Linked DNA regions of Sus scrofa: regions 2, 3 and 4 are each linked to region 1. The links are chromatin contacts, called in public HiChIP or PLAC-seq maps. All regions are on one chromosome and are shown on one strand. Each heading gives the region's core, a stretch centred on a gene start, on an enhancer-like site or on the middle of the called end of the contact. The rest is flanking DNA. Distances are from core to core; before and after follow the strand shown.

Region 1 (2,571 bases), core at 51-2,550:
CCATTCCCTAAACGGGCATAAAAACATCCCCTGAACCGGCTGCATCTACAGTTCTGGTGGGGAGGGTTGGGGGTGGGGGTGGGGGTGGGGGAGAGGCACAGGAGGCTGGCACTGAGACCAGCTCCAGCAGGAATTTGCCCCACACCAGGACGGAGGGTCTCCCAGGGAGACAAAACCCAGCTGGAGAAATCTCGGCCTGAGAGCCCCTCGCCCCACTCGGGGGAAACGACCCGCCCGGCACGAAGGATGTGACTCCCGATCCCCACGCCGGGAAACTGGAAGGCATGCGGAATCTCGAGGCTCCAGCAGGGTGGAATCTCAAAGAAAAAAAAAAATCTGGAAAAAAAAAAAGCTAAATTTGAACAAAACTAAACTACAAGCCCTCAGGTCCCCGAGTTGCAAACGAGGTGGGGGAGGAGGGGGCGGGAACGGCCACGGCGCACAGAGTGGGGGGATGTGGAACCAACTCTGAACTCTATCCCCTGCAGAGTCGGTGCCTACGGGGGCTCCAGCAACGCGCGCTCCCACTCTCAAGGTTTGGACTCACAAGGGAGGCCGAAGGTGGGAGGGAGAGGAGAGAAGGATAGATGGAGGTGGCGTGGGGTGGGGGGGTTCTTTTTCTTCCTCCTGCCTGCACCAGCCTAGGGGAACTGGAGGTGGCAAAGCGCGAAGAAAACTTTGGAAAGTTTTGGTAGCACGGTTAGCAGCGGAGACGCAGGGCAACAAGCTGTGCTTGGATGGGCACGGGGGAGCGGGCTGGGTGCTACTGGGAGACCAGGTCCTGAAGCAGTTAAAGATCCAAGTCTCCCAGGTCAGGTCCGCCCCAGCCCCAGAGGCTTCAAGGGGCCAAAGGACTGTGGGGAGTCTGAGGACGTTTCTCTAGGAGACAGACCGGGCGGAGCTGGGAGTTCGGCGGGTTGTATTGGTGCCGAAAACGGTACTCAGCGATGGCTCGGAGCTTCAGCAGTAAAGACTTGTCTGCCAAGGCGGGATTAGATCCGTCGGCTCAAGAGCTCGGTCCCCCACCTTCCCCTACCCAGCGAGGGCCGTGCGGGCGCCAGGGATGCTTGGGGAGCTCTGCTCGGTTTCCAGTCGCGCACCGGGTCTCCGCGCACCACGTGCGCCCAAGGCCTCAGGTGGGCACATTTGGGAGAGTGCGCCGGAAGGGGTGGGAGCCACGGAGCTATGATCAGGCTTCTGCCGACTTCCCAGCCAGATCCTCCTTGCTGGAGGCAGGACACAGTGAGTGGCCCAACCCAACTTCTCCCCGCACCCTGGGAAGGAAGTGTGGTGCGCTCGCTGGAGCGCGAGGCCGCAGCCCGCCCATGCCGCATACGGCCTGGCATTCTGCTTTTCCTCACTGCGCACCAGGGAAAGGCATAATTCAATTATACCATCCAAGTGCAACACAGCCTTTTCCTCTTTTGCTCTGGAGCCTAGGGCGTTTCGAAGAGGAATCTCCCAATTCTCAAATAAATACCTACCGCTCTAAAGCCGAACTGGGTTCTGTACTAACTACTGGGGTTTGGGGGCGGGGGGAACGGGAAGAATCCAAATTGGATATGAATTTACAGCCTGAAGCAGCTTATTTAGGCTCATGGAGTGCCATTCCAAACGACACAGCTCGCGCTATTTCGAGATACGTTGGAGATTGGAGAGAAAACAGGGTTATTTAAAAGTGACTCCCTTAACGCAACTTTCCTTCTCCGGCTCCCTAGGTGACTGCGTCAGGGCTCCAGCTTAAGGCGGTCTGGTCGGCCCAGCCTTTGATATTTAAGCCTGGCCTGCTCCCGGGTGAAACTACCTGTTGGGAGATTCCGCAGCCTAGACGTTTGGCCCTCCTTCCTGCCCACCCCCCCGCCCCCACCCGGTGCAATCCTGGCGGCGACGGAATGGTTCTGGGTTGGCACAAGAAGGGAGAAGACCAAAGAGTCGAGAGTATCGGACAAAGTCAGCTGCGCCTGGCGTTGCCCAGAGAGTTGCCCCCCCCACTCCGCCCCCGGCTTCCGCTTGCTCTTGGGGACAGGGAGGTGGGCCCCAGAACGCTGTGTGGGGCCCCTGGCCGCAGGGGTGGGCACAAACTCCACACGATTCTCTAAATTCGGAAACCACAACGCGTTGCAGTTTGTACTGGCACTTTGGAGCAAGTCTAACTTTAGAAAACAAAAAGCCTCCTAGCTCTTCCTCGCGCCCACCCCCACCTTGCAACGATAACACCCCTCACTTTTCTCTGCACCGAAATTCACTTTACTACCTCTTGAAAATCGGAAAATTCCGCGGCGGCTTGGACGCGCTGCAACGCAGAGGCTGCTTAAAGCTCTTGTAGGAGTTTCTTGAGGGAAATCACTCTGTTCTTGAGAGCAAACAGAATCTCCGTATTTTTACACAACCTAACTGGATGAGGGAGCGGAGCTAGGAAGGACAATTTGAGCCTTTGCAGCCCGTTGGAGGAAATTTCGGAGACTGGGGATAGGGGGTGCTTTTCTCTCACAAGAACCTGTGGGAAGGATAGCTCCGTCTGGCCCTGGGGCTGCAAGTTTCACTTGGGAAGCACACAGCCCGGGTCTGGTG
Region 2 (2,571 bases), core at 41-2,540, 680 kb before region 1:
AAAACTCAGAATTCACAGCATAAAACTTGGTTCCCCTCCTTTGAAATCTGGGAGAAAGAAACTGCACTTTCTATACTAACCTTCTATAGCAGCTTGAAAAAAAATTCAATCATATTTTGCATAACCAGCACACAATCCCACTCTTTTACATAGGTTCTGCCAATGCCCAGATAAAAAATCAAGTGTCCTTTGAGGAGAGTCCTCTGCACATTTTGGTTGTGAACATGTCCTCTCATCCTGTAGTTTCTTCAAAATACCAGATTGGACGCCAGGATGAGAATGTACAAATGAATTACCCACAGTCTGCTAGTTCATTTTTGCACACCTCGTGCTTTTAGTATTATTTGTTCTCTTACCTCTGACCTGGTTCTGTCAAAAGACAATTTCAGAGTGGGAAACTCCCTAAGGTCTTCCTCAGGAATGATTTCAGCCAAAAATTAATTGAGTCTCTGTTATCTCCTTTCTCATTTTTTCTATGGACCTTTTGCACTATATCCATCTCGCTGTTTTTGGCTGGCTTCCTCCCTTCAATTTATTTAAAGAACTGCATATTGTGGGCTTTGCCATTGCTTGCAGAGAGCTGTGTGTGTGTGTGTGTGTGTATGTGTGTGTGTGTGTCTGTGTGTCTCTGTGTGTGTGTGTGTGTCTGTATAGGGGATCTATTTACTTCTGAGTTAGCATCTGACTGCCCATATTTCCTGGGCTCTGTTATTGCTTCTCTTGGGCAGGCTGACTTCCTAGTTTTTAAAAGATGCTTTCCCCAAGAATAGCCTCTTCCAGAATAGCCTCTGGGATACTTATTGCCCGTAAAGCAGGAGGAATTTTTTTTTTTTTTTGGAATGTCTGAGATTTAGATGCATGGCACACAGCTTTTTGGCCTTCTAATAGGTAATTGGTATTTTTAGAGGTCACCAAGATTTTAAAAGGTACTTGAAAATATATGTATTCATTTTTATCCCCCAGACTAATGCCTACAGTTTTCTTGTAGCTTGCTTTTCTAAAATTGAATAATCTAGTGAGCTAAAAAAATTTCTTTTTGAAATGCTAAAGTCACATTTTTGTGACCACCATGATATACCCACAATACTTCCAAACTAGCCTCCATACATTGCCCAGAACCTAACCTAGCTGACATATGAATTATTTATTGCTGTGCTACAAGCAAACCTCAAACTCAGTGACTTCAAACAACAAGCATGTATGACTGCTCATGAGTCTACAGGTCAGCAGAGTAGCTATTCTGGTCTTGGCTGGGTTTACCCTTGGATCTGTGGTCGACTGGAGATTAAGCCGGCAGCTCTAGGCTGGGCTCTTTCACATATTTGGAGGTCAGCTGGTTGTAAACTGGTCTGGGCTGACCTTAGCTGGGACAGTTGTACTCTCCTTACATCATTTCTCACTCTCCAGCAGGCTAGTCTAGTTTATTTAAATGACTGTGGCAGAGTTCCAAGAAAGTATGGAAGCAGGAAGGGCCTCTTCTAGTTGAGACTTATAACTGGCATATTGTACCTTAGCCACATTCTGGAATAAGGCCAGACCAGATCTCACGGAGAAGGACAGAATCTAGTTCTTGAAGGAGGAGTTGCAAATTCACATTGTAATGAGGTGTAGATATAGAGAGAAGACAAATTGGGGCCACGTTTATATTCAATCTGCCTGCCCCTGTTGATCTCCTTTCATCCTTAGTTGTAAAAATCAAAGTAAACCAAAAAAGATTTACTGGTTACCTACTATGAACAAAACATCTTATTAGTCACTGATAGGACCTTTTCTGCAGAAATTTAAAATCTTAGGATATAAAAAGGTAAAAGTTAGATACTCTTACCAGTTTTGATTTATGAGTAGGCTATGATACAAAATTTCTTTTTTTTTTTTTTGAGTTGATTATTTAAAATCTGGAATACATTTTCCCATAGAAACATAAATTGTAATTTGGAACGCAGACAAAGTCATTTTTAAGCCATAATTTATGGTATACAATATAGTACTCAATTATATCATAAATATTATAGGAAATAATTACCTGCGTGAGAGGTTTATATTTAAACATTTGTCCCTTAATTAGTACTAAGGAAATACCAGTAAGTCTCTCACCAGCATCCTCCCCACCCCCTAATTTGGGGATAGAGCTGGAAGATGATTCACTCTGAAAGTAGAAAAACTGCATTGCACACCTTTATATCTCAGCACTCTTAAGTGCATTATCTGTTTAATTTTTGTAATAGACTGCTGAAGAAAGCATTAGTATATCCTTTTTATATTTGAGAAAGTAGAAAAACCAGTGATGATATATAACTCACACAAGGGCCTAAAGCAGGAAATTTTTGTTATGAGTGTCCACATAAGTGCAAATGTCTTGCTTTTCTCACAATTCCTCTTTACCCTGCTGAAACAAATACTGTGAGCAAAGGAATGTCACATACAATATCTCAAATGAAATAAAATTCATGGGCTAAAACCGAAGATACATACCAAATGCAAACATCATGGGTTCAGAGACAGTTTGTAAACATGCCGCTGATATGGCCATTTTGCGTCCCAAGCATCTATTAGAATATGGGATGCTCTCCC
Region 3 (2,571 bases), core at 37-2,536, 640 kb before region 1:
CAAATCTGAAAATATCCATTATTTACCATGTCTAGCAATGGCTGGAAAAATGTTCCTCAACCTCTATGGAGAACTAGTTCCTCTTCTAAAGGAATATTAACAATGATGGCTCCTCATCTCTATTACATCCTTGACCATTTTCACTTCCCAAAGTATACTGTTAGTAACATTTAATCTGAGTTCTGCATCTATTCAAGGTGTTTGCCAATCTGTCCATTTATTCTTGTTCTTCTAGCACTAGGCATATTTCCTAGTATAAAATATGTGCCCTGTTAATATTTATTGAAAAAATAATATATCTGGTGACCACTACATCTGGCTAAGCACAATGTCTGATTTAATTCTCACAATATCATGATATATGATTACTATTTCTAATTTACATATTAAGACATCAAAGTTGGAGGGTTTTTGCTTCTTTAAATTTCTATGCCATAATTGGCAGAGGTAGGAATTTAAGTCATGTTTGTTTGTCTCTATGATGTGTAGATAAATATTTAATAACCAGCTCTCTGAGAAGCAAAAGCTGTGATTAGTAGCACATGCCAATTTCCATGATGTAAATACTCACACTGTGGTCAGTTTTAACCTATTAAAGTAACATCAATGGGTTCACAACATTTAACAGCTTGCTCTTGCAAGCTGCTATAGTCTGGCTTCAGCACACCATTAATTTCAGTGTAAGTATAGAGTGCTTTCAAGTTAAGCTCAGGCTGCTGGACAGGCTGTTGGTCCTATCTCGGTAGCTGAGGATCTCACCAATAGCTAGAACACAGTCACCCCCTGTAACCTTTGGCTGTTATGACCTCTATATTCCAGACTATTTTGCAGCTGGTCATATCATGGACAAATCCACTCATCAGAAATGCTCTCCCTTCCCTAAAGAAACCCACTTCTGCTCTTAGGCATGAATTAAGCAGAACAGAAGATTTTAAGTAATCCCCAAATATGGCAGTCTTCTGACTTCCTGCCTTAAAATAAAAGGGGGAAAAAAGCATAACTATTTGTTTATCAAGGAGGACTTCTTTGAGGTGTTTAGTTGTTTTGTGACAGGAATGGCAGTTGATAAGTAGTATTCATGTCCAAATAACGATGTTATTATCTGAAGCTGCTTATTATTTGTGTCTTCAGGCAGAAAAAAAAAATTTTTTTAATCTCACTGAGTTCCTAAAGTTTTCTTGGGATTGAATCCCTAAAGTTTTCTTGGGATTGTCTGGACTCACTTGGAATGCTAGTGAAATCCACACAGGATGATTAGAGGGGAATCTTTCGGCACTCTTAAAAAACTCTCACATTATTTTCTCCCTTGGGAAGCTGCTCAAGAACATGTTGTATTGGGAGTGAAAAGCCGCTAGGTCAATGGAATCATTTCTTTGTGACTTGGGGATTTCTCAGAGCCAGAAATGTTATCCAAGCTTCATCCCTGTGACTGAGGAAAATTGCATCAGCTGCTCACAGGATACCAGATTTCAATATGACATCTATTTAAGCAATGCCCTGGATGGCAGATGTTGGATCTTAGTTACTGGATGCATGTGTGAGTGAGTGCATTGGAGCCTGGCTTGTTCTCTCTGGCTTGCTAACAAAAGTTTGAAAAATTATTTGGGAAAAGATAATGTCAGACTAACATGACTGTCAGGAAGAAAAGTTGCTACTTATGCATGCTTGTGAGTGTATACAAATTGGGTAAATACAGTTCTGTATGCATTGGCTAAAACTACACATGACGTGGATGAAAGAAGACAGAAAATAGGTGAAGTCTACAGGTTAAGGTCAAGAGACTTCATTTTTTCTGCTCTACTCTCTAACTCTATAACTTGGAAACATTACTTAGTTTTTCTTGTCCTTAATACTTTTGAGTAGAAACATGGGGTTTGAAATCTATACAATCATTTACTCCTTTTTTTTTTAATTCCTATATTTCAAGTGATAAAATTAAATAATGGTTTTATTGCCAAAGGTAGATTGAACAAAGCATATATCAAAGGGAATAAAAGATACCCCAATAATAATATTGAAAAAATAAGTTATTAAGATTTAAGAAAAGTCCCTGTGATTTTTTTTTTTTTTGCCTTTGACCAAGGCAATATCCACATACATCTGGACGAAGGTGAAAAAAAATATGCCAATCACCCAGATGGTACTAAGTGTTTGATATCTGTCATCTTACAGGCCAAACACCTGGATAATTGCATTCATTTTCACTCTTTAGCCAGATGTTTTGAAATCATAGAGGTATGGCTTAGATAAAAAGTAGATGCTTTTAATTCACAAGGCAGAATAAGGTGCAATAAGGGGTAAGAAGGAAAGAAAATGAGCAATTTTTGACCACCTACTTCTTGTCAGATATTTTCCTTCCTATTTTATATTTAATCTTTATAAGAAGACCATGAGGCATTATCCCCCACTTACAGGTCAGGAAATGGAAGCTCAGGAATTTAACTTATTTTTCAATGTTATATTTGTAATAAGTATTAAAGCTGGGACCCAAGTTTCTTTATGATGGAGAGAAGTATCAAAAATGAATACAATTAATTTATAGGTAATAAAATTAAGAGCTGAAGACAATAG
Region 4 (2,571 bases), core at 27-2,526, 550 kb before region 1:
TCCAATGGCACCCGTCCAGCCTGGAGTTAGACGGGCAGCTTTGTGAGAGCCCTCTCAACTGGGTCACCAAGTACAGTAGTGCAGCTGGAAAGTGTTTTCTCACCGTGGTGTCCCAAGACTGTGGTTAGGCTCAAATTCCTGTGAATGTGACTAAAAAATGTTTGTGTTTTAGTCACAATCACTAACAAATTATGCTCAGCCCTTCAACACACAGACCAAGAGAGAGCCTGACCCCATTATCAAAACTCAAACCCAGATGGCGAGGAGTCCCTGCCTAATGAGGGCCTTTCAGTCATTTCAAACAAATTTCTTGTCAATCATTCCACATTGCATATGGGGTCTCCTTTCAAAGGCATCAGAGCATTGGAGGACTCGGAGGCCTTCCAGAGCAAAGCAATGCCTTCTTCCTAAAATTAGTGACTCATTTTCCAAGAGTCTAAAGAACATTTCCCCCTTTTCTCTTCTTCCTCCCTCCCCTCCCCAAGCAAAAAAGATTCTGGTTCATCTAAACAAGATGACCATATCAGCTTTAAACCTTGAAATGGAACAGCCAGAATGTCTGAATGACATTCTTGGCTCATGATTCAGAAGGGGGTTGAGGGGGAAAGCAAGCTCAGAGGAGAGGGTGAATATGAAAAAGCTTTATCAAAATGGGCAATGCTTCTGGTAAATAGATTTACCAGAAACTAATTACAGGTTCCTAGTCTCCCTTTGGTTGCAATAAGGAGAAGCACCCCAATGTCTAGAAACTGACAAAAGTACAGGGTATTCCCTTGTATCTCCATATTTCCAGAAGAAATGAAGAACTCTGCTCTGGGACCCAAAAGGCTGGTCCTACGAGCCTGTCTGGATCTGTGTTCATTCCTCTGAGCTTGGCTACTTCTTTCCTCTCAGGGAGCCTCTTTGCTTTGTTCCCTCCCTCCTCATACCCTACAGGCTTCCCTGGCCACACAGGACCAGCACTGATGTTCTCTCTGGCCTCTTGCAGGCCAGGCAGCCATGCTCAGTGGTGGTGGTGGATTCTCTCCTGAGAGGCATCTGCAGCTGTGTGTCCTAGGAAAGGACGGAGCTGATTGCTGTGCATGAAGCAGGAGGAAACCAGCATAAATCTCCATCCTAACTGCCCCAGTGGGAGATGTGCAAAGAAGAGAGTGAGTAACATGGAAGAGCGGGGTACATCGTGAACAGATGGCCAAGACCACGGTGCTGAGGGACAGAGGGGCGCCATGTCGAGAAGTTCTGGAAATTGCTGTTCCTGGGGATTCAAAGAGGGTTTAGAGTCAAACAAAGAAGTCTGATGGGGTGAGGACTGAACTCCATTTTCTGTGCAAGTCTGAGCAAAGAGAAAGATAAACAGAACCTTTCACCGATAGGCATATTTCAGAGTTCAAGTGTGACATGACGGGTCCAAAATAGATTCCACATGATTGGAGCAGATCCAGAAGCCCAGTCCCTGAATAGCAATCAGGGTTGGAAGCTAAGAGCCAGCATCCACTATCATCACATAAAACATGGAAGAAACGGCAAATCCTACACAGCTGTTAGTGAATAAGGACAATCTATACATGGAGCTTTTGTGCTACAGGCACATTTTCTTAAATTACTCAGCTTAGTTGAAATTAAGGGTCTCTTTGACTTTCTCCAGGTCTTTAATGAACACCCAGAACCTTACAACAACTTTCTTTTCATGAATTTTCCTTTCAAAGAAGGAGAGTTATGCTCTTTGCAATACTCAATCCAGGCAGAACTAATCACCCGAGGGCTTCACGCTGGTTTATTTTCATGGAAAGTGTCTCATAACTTGAAACCCATAGGGTCACAAGCATCTCAGAAGATACAGCCAAAAAGCCCAGGAGCCTATGGCTTCATCGTGAGGGATGTTGATAAGTCGGGGCTGGGGCGAGGGGCGGGGGGGGGGGGGCTTCTTTTTCAGGAACAGGGTAGGCTATTCTATTGTATAAGTGATACTTCCTGACAATCAGCAGAAAGACCATAGGAGAAAGGAGGAATTGAAGAAGAGAGGGAAGAACAGAGGGAGGAAAAGAAGGGGCAGGGCTATAGGAAAACAAACAGGGGATGGAGTCCATGGACTCACACATTTCCAATTCCCTTTATAGACACATATTCTTCTTTAAAACAGTCATCAGAAAAGCATCATGATCAGGTCTTCCCCATTTGGCTTATGTTTCACATGTTTAAGAAAGCTTTACAACTTTTATCATTCAAGAGGTCAACTACAGGTCCTTCTCCAGTCTAACATGTACCCTAAAGGCCTCCTGTTCTAGAAGCATCTTTGTGAGAGAACATCAGTCCAGGAGTGTCGATCCAAATTCTCTCCACCATTTAGGGGGAATGATACTATTAGAAAAAGTAAGCAGAGTGAGAACATGTGGGGGATCAAATACTTACAGAGGAACTGCTGGGCAGCTTGTTTTACAGCTGCATTCAAACTGGCCGGACAGTCCACATCCTGCCTCCAACCAAAATGACAGATGAGACAAGTGAATTTTTCCCTCTGTTGATAGTTTCTTCATTATTTCAGCATCTGAAATGCAATGACTCTGAACCTTG

The links. HiChIP or PLAC-seq counts read pairs in DNA pulled down with a chosen protein or histone mark.
Region 2: a contact with region 1 is called in an H3K27ac HiChIP or PLAC-seq map of skeletal muscle. The contact joins two enhancer-like sites. A contact is called at or near these places in 2 of 47 Hi-C or Micro-C datasets (both in skeletal muscle) and 1 of 2 datasets of contacts at active chromatin or transcription factors (skeletal muscle).
Region 3: an H3K27ac HiChIP or PLAC-seq map of skeletal muscle shows a contact between it and region 1, with 9 times the contacts expected there. The contact joins two enhancer-like sites. A contact is called at or near these places in 4 of 47 Hi-C or Micro-C datasets (fetal skeletal muscle, heart right ventricle, skeletal muscle and 1 more) and 1 of 2 datasets of contacts at active chromatin or transcription factors (skeletal muscle).
Region 4: an H3K27ac HiChIP or PLAC-seq map of skeletal muscle shows a contact between it and region 1, with 9 times the contacts expected there. The contact joins two enhancer-like sites. A contact is called at or near these places in 1 of 47 Hi-C or Micro-C datasets (skeletal muscle) and 1 of 2 datasets of contacts at active chromatin or transcription factors (skeletal muscle).

Annotation. Positions count from the first base shown.
Region 1 is chr1:208,148,825-208,151,395 of Sscrofa11.1, reverse strand. The region is part of intron 1 of LOC100514506 (a long non-coding RNA gene); the gene reads left to right. Among named protein-coding and RNA genes, the nearest start is that of NFIB, 32 kb to the left of the region's middle. Within about 2 kb of position 1,300, at least 36 of the 83 cell types and tissues checked have an H3K27ac peak or open chromatin away from gene starts, as enhancers often do. A contact at or near this core is called in fetal skeletal muscle and skeletal muscle, where this site is marked.
Region 2 is chr1:208,824,035-208,826,605 of Sscrofa11.1, reverse strand. No RefSeq gene overlaps it. Among named protein-coding and RNA genes, the nearest start is that of MPDZ, 360 kb to the left of the region's middle. Within about 2 kb of position 1,290, at least 16 of the 83 cell types and tissues checked have an H3K27ac peak or open chromatin away from gene starts, as enhancers often do. A contact at or near this core is called in skeletal muscle, where this site is marked.
Region 3 is chr1:208,784,441-208,787,011 of Sscrofa11.1, reverse strand. No RefSeq gene overlaps it. Among named protein-coding and RNA genes, the nearest start is that of MPDZ, 400 kb to the left of the region's middle. Within about 2 kb of position 1,286, at least 7 of the 83 cell types and tissues checked have an H3K27ac peak or open chromatin away from gene starts, as enhancers often do. A contact at or near this core is called in fetal skeletal muscle and skeletal muscle, where this site is marked.
Region 4 is chr1:208,702,641-208,705,211 of Sscrofa11.1, reverse strand. No RefSeq gene overlaps it. Among named protein-coding and RNA genes, the nearest start is that of MPDZ, 480 kb to the left of the region's middle. Within about 2 kb of position 1,276, at least 5 of the 83 cell types and tissues checked have an H3K27ac peak or open chromatin away from gene starts, as enhancers often do. A contact at or near this core is called in skeletal muscle, where this site is marked.